4 separate regions of the Mus musculus genome follow, and regions 1, 2 and 4 are each linked to region 3. A link is a contact called in public Hi-C, Micro-C and promoter capture Hi-C data. All regions are on one chromosome and are shown on one strand. The core of a region is the stretch at or near the end of the contact, and the rest is flanking DNA. Distances in the headings are between cores, read along the strand shown.

Region 1 (2,700 bases), core at 147-2,646, 140 kb after region 3:
GGGATTGCATGGGAATAAGAAGGGAGCAAAGGGCTGGCAAGAAAGCCCAGCTGGCAAACTGCTTGCCTTTGCTGCAAGCAGGAGGACTTGGGCTCTATCCCCAGAGCCCATGGTTAAAAGCTAGGTGCTCTGGTGTGCTGGGGGTGCAGATAGGGTTCCTGGGACTGCTGGCCAGCCAAGCCTAGCATGATTGGCAGGCTCTAGGCCAAAGAAAAACCCTGATTTTTGTTTGTTTGTTTTGTTTTGTTAAAAAAAAAAACCAACCCAAGCAGGGACTAGGAATGGTTCAGTGGGTAGAATGGTCACTGGGCAAGCATGGGACCTAAGTTTAGATACCCAACATTATGCGAAAGCCGGGCATGATGGTCCCTGTCTATAATCCTTGCATTGGGTTGGGAGGAGGGTGTTGGGGATTAGGGGGGCAGAGATAGGCCAATCGCAGAACTTTCTGGCCATGGTGTCTAGATGAATGGTAAGCTCTAGGTTCAAAGGAGAAGACAGTGAGAGGAAGACACCTACCACCTAACACACACACACACAAACAGAGGAGAGAGAGAGGGAGAGGGAGAGGGAGAGGGAGAGGGAGAGGGAGAGGGAGAGGGAGAGGGAGAGGGAGAGGGAGAGGGAGAGGGAGAGGGAGAGGGAGAGGGAGAGGGAGAGGGAGAGGGAAAGAGGGAGAGGGAGAGGGAAAGAGGGAGAGGGAAAGAGGGAGAGAGAGAGAGAGAGAATTTTGCAAGCAAGCACTGCAGGGCTCTGGCTCAGCCAGATGAAGACACTATTGCGGCTACAGAGTTAGGAACAGGATCCAAGCAGCCAGCCTGGCAGCATCAGAGCCCATCTGAGGCAAGTGCCACACAGCTCCTGAGGTAGAGCAGCCTCCACAGTGAGGCATGGCACCTTCCCTGGTATCATCTTCTCACTGTCACCAGTGGGTGTGGAAAGAACTAGATTTAGTGACCCTCAACTCATCTGTTAACTGGTCCCTGCCATGAGCGTGTCCCTCAGTGGTTGGAATTTTGGTCCTCTGTGGTAATGTTGGGAGGTCATAGACTGTCTTACGCTCTAGGCGGCTGTCTCTTCTTCTCTCACATGCTCCTTTCAACAAGGGACCATCTGCATGTGAGTGAGAGATCCCATCTCAAAAAGCCAACAGCAACAATGGTAAATGACAAAGGAAAAGAGAGATGCAGGTCTGGAGTTCAGGGGTCAGAGGCAAGTAACTGTAGCTTTGTGACAGTTCCCAGGCCAGCTGGGAGTTTGTCTGCCTGTCTCACCAGAATAAACAAACAGGCTCCCGGGAAGTCACATGGGGCTGCCTCTCTCTGCTCCCAGCCTTCCTCCCAGCTAGCCTGGGAGCCATCAGTCCCTTGGGGGTGGGGGAGGCACTGGACTCTTGTTGGTGGGTGGTTCCTGTTGCAGTCACGCACTCTAGGCAACAGGTCTAGTTGTTAGTGAGTCTGAGCAGGGGTAGGACTTGTTTGTCTCATGCTCTGATTTTTCTCTCCACGCCCCTTTCCCCTCAGTGAGAATCTGCACTTGAACAAATCCCAGCTCAAACAATGAATGGGTCAGCATCTGTTTACCACTGCCTGACTTTTATCCCACTATCCCTTGGGACAAATATATCGACCATGAGTATCAAACGTGGGCTCATGGTGTGGGGGATGACCCTTAAAACATCTGCCCCTAACTGTGTCCTTCTTTAGACAGGGGCAGAATGGAGCTTTGTTCTTAATTTACAAGTCAGAAGGAAGTCCTCAGAGAAAGCGCCTTTCAGCACCGTCTCAAGATGGTGCCAGGATTTTCCCATTTACGGGTGGGGGGTGGGGGTGGGGGCTCTTCTACAAAAGAAATCACGAACTATTTTTCATAAAGACCACCCAGGCAGACTTTATAATACAGTTGAAACTTTTAAAAATATTTATTATTTTTAAATTTTTGAGTGCATGGGTGGGTGTGGGGGTGTGGGGTGCATGCACGCACAAAAGCACAATGCAGGTAACTTAGAGGCCAGAAGAGGGCAGATTTCTCAGAGCTGGCATTACGGGTGGTCATGAGTCATTCCTATAGGTGCTGGGAACCAAACAGTAAACCTACCATGTGTTCTAACTGCTGAGTCTCTCTCCAGTCTAGGAATTAATTTTTTTGTGTGGGGTCCAAAAAATGTCAGACTTTTGACCTCTCAGCTCTGAGGAGAGCTGGCTGGGCCAGGTGCAGCTGTCTTTCCTTAGCCTCAGAGGGAAGTGTGTGTGTGTGTGTTTGTGTGTGTAGAAGGCAGAAATTAAGAGTACATGTTTTTTTTTTTTTTCACTCAGTCTTCATATTTTTGAGACAGATTCTCTCATGGAAGTTTAGTAACTTTGTTAGGCTGACTTGCCAGTGAGTTCCAGAAGTCCACGGGTACCAGACCTCTGGCAGTCCTGGGACTCTAGATGTGCATCACATGACCGATGTGTTCACAAGGACATTGGTCATCAGAACGCAAGTCCTCGTGCTGGGCCGCAGGCGCTGCATTGACGGAGCCGGTTCCATGGTCTCTCAGGGGGTTTTTAAACTGAATAGTGATGACTGGTCTCGGGCAGTGGTCAGCCGTTGATGTGTTTACAATGGAAAGGAAGGGAAAGCGGGGAAGCTCTGACTGGCATCAGCGCCGGAGCCAGGGAGAGGTCATCGAAGCTGCAAGCAGCATCCTGGGTAGCC
Region 2 (2,700 bases), core at 7-2,506, 190 kb after region 3:
AAAAAAAAAAAAAGAAGCCAAGAGATCAGGGTGATCCTGTCATCATATCAGTTAAATGGGGACCCAATGTCCCCTTTCGTTCTTGTCTGTTACATGGAGTGAACATCTGTTCTTTCCTGGGAATAATCGTGTCTGGCCTCGATTCTGAAGTGACTCAGGGTGTAACGTGCTTGGGGTGATATCCTTGGGTAGGCTGACACTTTCTCTTGCAGGGCTGTGGAAGCTGTTTTGTCTTGGCTTCTCATGGTTTCAGTTGCTGCTGTTTGTTGGCCTTGAAAACACTTTTCTCGTTCTCAGATGAAACCATTTGACAGAGCCAGGCTGGTCTTGAACTTACAGCAACTGTGTTTCAGCCTCTCAAGTGCCGGCATTACAAGAGTGAACCACTACTCCCGTTTTCTTCTGAACCTTTCTCCTATCACACTGTCCCGTCTGAGCCTGAAAGATAGGAGGTCTACCCAGAGGCTTTCTCATGCATGACTTGAAAGGGAGCTTAGGACAGACAAGCTTTGACAGGGGATCCTGAGCACCTCTGATACATCAGGGTGCTGTGATGAGCCATGAAGCCCAGAGGCAACAAGCTGGATTTATGTGATTTTTTTTTTTTGAGGCAGGATTTCATATATCTCAGGTTGTTCCTGAACTCTGCTGTCTTTGTCAGGGTTGCTATTGTCATGATGACCAAAGTAATTTCAGGAGGGGAGGGTTTATGTGGCACACATTGTAGTCCATCATTGAAGGAAGACAGGGCAGGAATTCAAACAAGAGCAAGAACCTGGAGGCAGACGCTGATGCAGAGGCCATGGAGGGGTGCTGCTTACTGGCTTACTCAATCTGTTTTCTTACTGTATCCAGACCCACCAGCCTAGGGATGGCACCGCCCACAGTGGGCTGGCTCATCAGCCACTAAGAAAATGCTCCAAGGTTTGCTTACAGCCTGTTCTTATGGAGGCATCTTCTCAATTAAAGTGCCCTTCTCTTAGATGACTATAGCTTGGGCCATAATGGAGCCAGCACATCTACAGCTGACAATAAACCTGCCTCCACCTCCTGCCTCTGCCGCCCCAGTTCTGAGAATGTGTGCCTTGTGAATTAAACCCAGGGCCTCCTGCATGCTAGCTGAGCACTCTATCAACTGAGCCACATCCTCACAAACTGAGATTTTAAGATCTCGAGTGAGACCAGTGACGTCTAGGGTTGATTCTAGGCAGAATTCTGTAGCAAGAGGTCACGCCCATGCTTGGCTGGTATATAGGAAGGTGACTTTGACTCCCTAACGAATGCCTTTGAAAGTTTTAGGAAACAAAATGAGTGCAGCGAGCATCCAAGCTGCTCACGGTGGTTTTTCTACTTTTTTTTTTGAAACTCTGATGGACCAAAACACAGTGACGAAAGCCTACTGAAGCTCGAGGCGTATCTCTAAGGAAGGAAACACTGTTTTGCACAGCTAAAAAGGGCCAGAACTAGAATTTGTGCCCATGTCCTATGTCCCAGGTAAAGGCTTCTTTATACCACTAAAATTCTAGGGCATGGTGATATGGGATCCAATAGATAGGACAGTGTCATTCCAAAGAATTCTCTTGTGGCATGCCAAGAAATTCTGTCCTTGGCTTTAATCTCCTTAGCATTCTATCAACAACTTGGATGAGGCCAAAGATAGCTTCTTATCGACTGTGCAAATAGCCCCAGACGGGGAAGGATGGCCAATCTGTTGGAATTGCAACATTGGGATCCAAAATTATCTCAAGAGAAAGGAATGCTCGGTTAATCCCAGTGAGATAAAACTGAACGGGAATACGCGTAAGGCCCCCGAGTTTAGCTCCAAAACCTGACTGAAGAAGTGTAGGGAGAGTCTGGAGAGGAGTCCAATCTCCCTCGTAATCAAAGAAATGCAAATTAAAGCAACAGTGAGATAATCGTTTCCCCTTATCAGATTGGCAAAGATTAAAAGGAGGAAAATTCCTGGAGTTGCTGGGGCGGAGAAGACAGCAGGCGATCTTGTAAATTGCTTGTGGGCTTGCACCCCAGAACGCCCTCTCTGGAAGATAATTAGGAAACTCTTTTTCCCAGAAGTTTCATTTATAGAAATATATCTACAGACAAGTTGGGAAAGATTCATGTACAAGGATATTCCTCAAAAGCACCATTAAGAGAAGAAAACTATTTTGGAAGAGGAAGAAGTATTCAGTTTGGGGACAGAAGACCAGGAGGCCACAGAAGGGTACCACACAGCTACGGCCAGATGCTCCATGCCTTAAAGAGACAGACTCAGCCTTCCTGCAGAGCACCCAAGTTGTAAGCCAGGCAAGCCCGCTGGGATTTAGGAGACATCTCTCTCCACCACTTAATTCTACTTCTGTATCTCTTTTGAAGAAAAAAAGTCAATAGAGTCTGCCAGCAAATGTGGGGTGGGATGAAGGCGCCATTGGAGTTGGTAGTCTGGAAAGCTGGAAGAATGGATAGGCCATTCTCTGAGACAAAGTAGCATCCTAGGCTGGAGAGACACAGATAAGTCATCATATAAAAATGGTGACTTTACACCCGACAAAGTGGATGACGCCGTCATGCGAATGAACGGAGAAGCAAGTGGCCAGTGCCTGTCTGATATGTGCTACACCAGCTCCAGTCAGAGGTCAGAGGTCAGAGGTCAGAGGTCAGGGATAGAGCCAACAAGTGAGGGAGGAGGAGGAACTAGAAATG
Region 3 (2,700 bases), core at 98-2,597:
CTTTTAAAATTCCGAGGTAAGGTCTCATCCTTCGCCCGCTCAAAACACAATCCAGTAGATCCCACACTTAGTGGGTTGCAGAGCCCTGTCTAAGTCATAGACAGAAACCACCAAATGCCATCCAGATGTGTGCGATGCTCACTCAGTAAATCACCCTGAAAATGATTCAGCAAACCCCAAACCTCTTTCTAACAATGGTGTTTACTGCCGGGGTGACAACTCTAAAGACGAGTTGGCTTGCAAGGCCCTTGCTCTGTGGACAGAGTGGTTCCGAAAATGACCGCCCAGTCATGAGCGGGATGCGAGCCCAGCCAGAGGCAGCCCCAAAGCTGGCTCGCAATCTAGCAATCTAGTAAAGGGAAATGCATACTGTTAAAGGGGAAGCTGACTTTGGAATGATAAGTGGAGTTTAAACCACAGGTTTTGAGACAATTCTTAGAAATTGTATCTTGTAGACTTCACATCTAAGGGCTGAGGGTAAGAGCTGAGGGTAAGCGCTCAGCGGGTAGGACATGTGCTTTGTAAGCATCAGGACAGAGTCAGTTCCTCGGAATCCACATTTTAGAGGCAGAGGGGGACTGGACAGATGACACAGCAGTTAAGAGCACTGGCTGCCTCTGTTCAATTCTCGGCAGAATATGGTGGCTCAAAGCCATCTGTAACTCTGGTTTCAGGGGACCCAAAGCCCTATTGTGGCCCCTGTTGCACACCAGACACACATATGGTGGATACCTATATGCATGAAATAAAAATAAGTAAATTATAAACAAAACAAGTGGCTGGGGATAATAGCACTCTTTTGCAATCCCAGTATGGAAGAGGTGGAGAAAGGTTGACTTGCTGGCCAGATAGTATAGCCTACTCCAGTGAGATCCTATATCGAGAGAGAGAGAGAGAGAGAGAGAGAGAGAGAGAGAGAGAGAGAGAGAGAGAGAGAAGAAGAAGAAGGAGGAGGAGGAGGAGAAGGAGGAGGAGGAGGAGACAGGAGGGGGACGGGAGGGGGAGGGGAGGGGAGGGGAGGGGGAAAGGAAAATAAGGTGCCCTGCTCCTGAGAAATGGCAGCCAAGGCTGCCTGCCTCTGGTCAGTTCCCACACACAGTTTTTGCCCTGAAATTCTGTGTCTGTGAACAGTGTCTCCCTGAGCATCAAGGTGTGAGAAGCGGCCATGGCTCTACCTGCTTGATGGTGCTGAGGTTGGCATTGCGGGACACGGGGAAGTTCAAGTAGACCCCTGTGGGCAGCAAGAAGTCAACAACCACGCTCTGGCTCTCCTCTTTGGTCCAGAACTCCATGGGGCAGTCCACCCCAGGGGGCATCCTGTTGTGTTACTTCTCTGAGGTCTGTTTTCCTGTGGGAAAGGCAAAGGCATGATGAACTAAGGCTTTGGCCAATGGGACGGCCAGATCTGGGCCACAGGAGGACATGCAAAGCTTGCTACACATGAGGCAGCATCCTGCCTAGGTGGCTTGTGACTCCCACCAATTTAAGCCACCCTATAGGCCGAGGTGCTTCTTATTACAGGTGGACATGCCATAGGCCAAAAGACCGCACTGTGGCCGACAGGTGACCCACAGTGGGAAACAAGAACAGGTAGATGCTTGAAAACCAAAGATAAAACTCTTCAGTTCTTAAAAATGTTCTGGCCAGAGACCAATTAGCTTAAAACCAGCGCTGACGAGCTGGCCACAGCACAGTGGCACCTGCTTACAATTCCAATAGTTGGGAGGTGAAGGGGGCTGATCAGGAGGAGAGCAAAGCCAGCCTCGGTTATATAGTAAGTTCAAAACCAGCTTGATGACCGTGAGATCTCTCTCTCTCTCTCTCTCTCTCTCTCTCTCTCTCACGCACGCACGCACGCACGCACGCACGCACGCACGCACGGAGAAAGAATACATGACTTTATCTAAGGAGTTACGATATCGGTCATGCCAACCCTCAGCCACCCCTTGCCCCCTCCACAGCACCACAGCAATAACAAAACATAACAGATCACAGGACACAGGGTGTGTTCACCACCCACACTCCCAGTCACCAAATCCCTCCCCGTCGCCACCAGCTTCCCCCTTCCAGGTCACTGCAACCTGGAATCTAGCCACTTAATCAACTGTAGGCATGTTTTCATACTCTTATTACTAGTGTGCGTTCATGAGCAATTCCTAGTATTTTCAGTGAGCTTTGAAAACCTGCCTGCCTAGTGACTCTTCAGAGCCGAGCTGTGGGACACCCACAGACCCAGGCTTGTGCAGGTAGGTCCTTTGCAAGGAGCCTACTGCCTCTGTGAGTCCCTGGATGCAACAGCCACATCATATCAAGAAAACATCACTTGCTTGCAACCCTCCTCACCAGCCTTGGGCTTCCGCATTCTTTCTGCCTCCCCCCCTCCCCCTCCCCCCCTCCCCCAACTGCACAGACTTGGAGGAGGGGGAGACAGGGGGGGGGGGCACACAGATTTCCCATTTAGTGCTGAAAGAAGCTTTAATGTTCATATAATCAAATTTGTCTACTTTATGCTTTATTATTTTGATTAGTTTTTTGGTTTTGTTTTTGAAATAGAGTCTCTACTATGTAGGCCAGGTTGGCCTCAAACTCTGTGAAACCTCAACCTCCCAAATGCTGGGATTAAAGGAGTGCACCACTGTGCCTGCCCTATTTTAATTCTTTAAAAAAAACCAGAATTCTAGGCTGAGGGTGTGTGGGTCA
Region 4 (2,711 bases), core at 176-2,675, 240 kb before region 3:
TAACTGGAATCTTTTTAACTATTAAGTATATACACTTTGTTAATGTTAAATCTCAAGGAATCTGTAACTACCTCTCAAACACAAAGGTACCTTTGATAATTTATTACAATGAAATGGTCACATGTATCTGGGATTTCAAATCCTTCCCTTTAAAACTGCCATTAAACATCATGATTTTATGCAAAATTGTTCTTTAAAACCCCCGACGACGCAGACACACACAATATACCACGATCTAAATCGCGCCCCTCTTTCTCGAACACCCTTTTAAAAAGATTGAACACCTTCAAGATGCTCCTCACCACCCCACCCCCGTCTTCAGACCCTAAAAGAAAGAAAAGCGAGTGGAGTTCCGAATGAAGAAACGAGAGAGAATAAAGGAGAATAAAACGAGAGACCCTCTTGCATTCTCTATCTCTGGAGAATTTTAGTGATCGAGTAAACATACTGAGACGGTAGCCCAAAGTGGAGCCAAGGGCTTCTTACAATACAGCCAACCTGATGATGAATGACTACTTCCATTATATTTCATTATTCTTGAAAATGCCATCTCCGTTGCCTCCCCAATCCCAAGAGCCCGACACCACCAGGGCAAAAATCTGTCCCCATCCAAAGCGCCAAAGAGTTGCCAAGTAATCCTTTCAAGGTGCCCCCCCCCACGCCCCAGCCTCCTCACCTCGTCAGCGCTCAGCTCCTCCATCGCTTTCCTCTTAATGGTGAAAGGCGTTAGAGAGATCCTTCAGTTCTTGAGACCAGGGCGGGAGCAAAGGAAGAGTGGAAGGTATCTATCGGGCTGTCTGGTCCCCCAATGGGGGAGGTTTCAGAATTGCATAGTCAGAGGTTAAAAACTAAGAACACGAGGCACTGAATCGCCTTGGCTTCGGCCGCTCGCACCGCCGCAGCCTCCTCCAGCAGCAAGCGCCCAGAGCTGCCGCCTCTGGCCACGGCCACCGCTATGGGGTCCTCTCCAGGCGCCACTGACTCCCCTCAGCTTCCCAGGTTACCCAGGGCGGGCGGCGCGGTCTCCAGCTCGGCTCGTGCCCGCTGCGCGCCGTGTCTTCGTGGCGGTGACGCGGCAGCTGCGTTTTTTTCTCCCGCAGACCCTGCTCCGGGTCCCACCCCTGGGCCCAGGCGGGAACAGCTCCACTGCACACTGGATGCCCCCGAGGCGCGGCGACCCTACAGCAGCCCAGGCAGAGCCCAGCACCGGACCGGGAAGCCCCTCCCCTCTAAAAGCAGGCCAGGCTCGCCCCGCCTCCACGCGAGAACCCCGGTGGGGGGCAGGGGAGGGACGGGACTGGCGAAGCCCTCGCTGGAAGCGTAAATCCTCCTACCCCTCCAACCCTACTCTTACCCCCTCGCCCCACCAAGAATTATTCATCAAAACAACAGGGCGGCCATCTTTGAAAGGGGTCACGTGACCCTCGCCGGGGAGGCGGGGCTTCTCGCTCTGGGATTCGCCAGCCAATAAGCAGCGGGCGTCGCGCCGCCGATTTCCTCTTCGCTTGCATCCTGTCCCCGCCCCCTGCCCCACCCCCTCTTCCCTGAGCGGCGCCAGGCGGGGGGAGGGGCGAGAGGGGCTGCTAAGAGGAGACGAGGAGGAGGCGGGGCGGACAGTCACCATGGAGACTGAGCGGAGGCGAGGGGCGCGGTGGGCGGGGCCCAGGTAGAATTGCTGAGGGCAGGATGTGCCAATCCGAATATGGCCCTTCCACGGGCTCTCCCCTGCGCCTTGGGTTTCTGCGGTGCTAGTTTGTTCCCATGTGGATCCTGCTGTGGAGTGACTTGGAAATCCTCCAGGATGCTGCAAGCCGGCTACAGACATTAGAAGAACTGAGGAATCGGAAACACATTTGCTTTCTGCAGGGAGCATTTAGCACCATCCTGCAAATACCTTGTCCCACTCTTTTCCTCCCCCAGGAAAACCCATGGAAGAAAACTAACAGGATCTTAATTTTATTTTACCTTGTTCTTTTAGAGAGGTGCTCTGCTTTAAGGGTGTAGAGACTCAAATTATTGAGAAATGTATTGAACAATGACTTAGTAACTAACCCTTTGTAATGCCAGCTCGGCCGGACAACAAAAACTTACTTTACAATCAATGTATAAATACAAATTGAAAAATCTAACAGAACCGTGAAAATCCAGATTTTGCCACAAAGTATATATCGTATGGCTTACAAAAGCCATAATCATCTCGTTCTTAATTGTTCTTGAGACAGAATCTTGCTATGTATTTCAGATAGCCCCAAATTTGAAATCCTGCCTGAACGCTGGGGTATGCACCACCATCACAGATTACCCAACTATAACATTAATGTATGTATATGTGTATACATGTATGTATTTGAAACAGGGTCTCGCTGGCCTGGAACTCACAGAGATCTGCCTGCCTCTGCCTCCCAAGTGCTAGGGTTCATTACCGGCTACTCTTAGCTGAACTATAATCTTAAACATTCCACTCCTGTTTAAAAGAGTTACAGTTGATCTTATCCAAGGGGACAAGAAGTGACTAAAATAGTTACAATTTGTTTGCTACATGCTAAAAATGGGAACATGACTATTAGATATGCAAAGAGTCTGTGAGTAAAATTAAATCGCTGCAGGCTTTTCAGGACTGCATTCTACTTTCCAGGAAATGAATTCTGTGTAAGCCATTTTGCACCCCTAGTTACACTGATGTCAATTACATTGTTTTTCTGAAAACATGA

What was found. Hi-C and Micro-C count contacts between places; a contact is called where the count stands out from the background. Capture Hi-C pulls out chosen DNA fragments and counts their contacts.
Region 1: a contact with region 3 is called in a Micro-C map of the G1E-ER4 cell line, with 8 times the contacts expected there. The contact joins the enhancer-like site here to the promoter of Pik3cd in region 3. A contact is called at or near these places in 3 of 484 Hi-C or Micro-C datasets (the G1E-ER4 cell line and embryonic stem cells), 1 of 115 datasets of contacts at active chromatin or transcription factors (embryonic stem cells) and 1 of 9 other capture datasets (adipose tissue).
Region 2: a contact with region 3 is called in a Hi-C map of regulatory T cells, with 1.6 times the contacts expected there. The contact joins the enhancer-like site here to the promoter of Pik3cd in region 3. A contact is called at or near these places in 3 of 484 Hi-C or Micro-C datasets (CD8 T cells, embryonic stem cells and regulatory T cells) and 2 of 115 datasets of contacts at active chromatin or transcription factors (large pre-B cells and memory CD8 T cells).
Region 4: a contact with region 3 is called in a promoter capture Hi-C map of liver. The contact joins the promoter of Ube4b here to the promoter of Pik3cd in region 3. A contact is called at or near these places in 2 of 39 promoter capture datasets (hippocampal neurons and pre-B cells) and 2 of 9 other capture datasets (liver and pancreatic islet).

Annotation. Positions count from the first base shown.
Region 1 is chr4:149,797,500-149,800,199 of GRCm38.p6, forward strand. All of the region lies in intron 1 of Gm42354 (a long non-coding RNA gene), which reads left to right. Among named protein-coding and RNA genes, the nearest start is that of Gm42354, 8.2 kb to the left of the region's middle. Within about 2 kb of position 1,397, at least 53 of the 459 cell types and tissues checked have an H3K27ac peak or open chromatin away from gene starts, as enhancers often do. A contact at or near this core is called in the G1E-ER4 cell line, adipose tissue and embryonic stem cells, where this site is marked.
Region 2 is chr4:149,849,080-149,851,779 of GRCm38.p6, forward strand. No RefSeq gene overlaps it. Among named protein-coding and RNA genes, the nearest start is that of Gm13070, 52 kb to the right of the region's middle. Within about 2 kb of position 1,257, at least 15 of the 459 cell types and tissues checked have an H3K27ac peak or open chromatin away from gene starts, as enhancers often do. A contact at or near this core is called in regulatory T cells, where this site is marked.
Region 3 is chr4:149,661,969-149,664,668 of GRCm38.p6, forward strand. Pik3cd (phosphatidylinositol-4,5-bisphosphate 3-kinase catalytic subunit delta) reads right to left here and starts at 1,348. Exons shown (of 22, transcript NM_001164052.1): 1 at 1,176-1,348. The coding sequence starts at 1,316.
Region 4 is chr4:149,425,206-149,427,916 of GRCm38.p6, forward strand. It overlaps Ube4b (ubiquitination factor E4B), which reads right to left and starts at 1,426. Exons shown (of 27, transcript NM_022022.3): 1 at 677-1,426. The coding sequence starts at 700.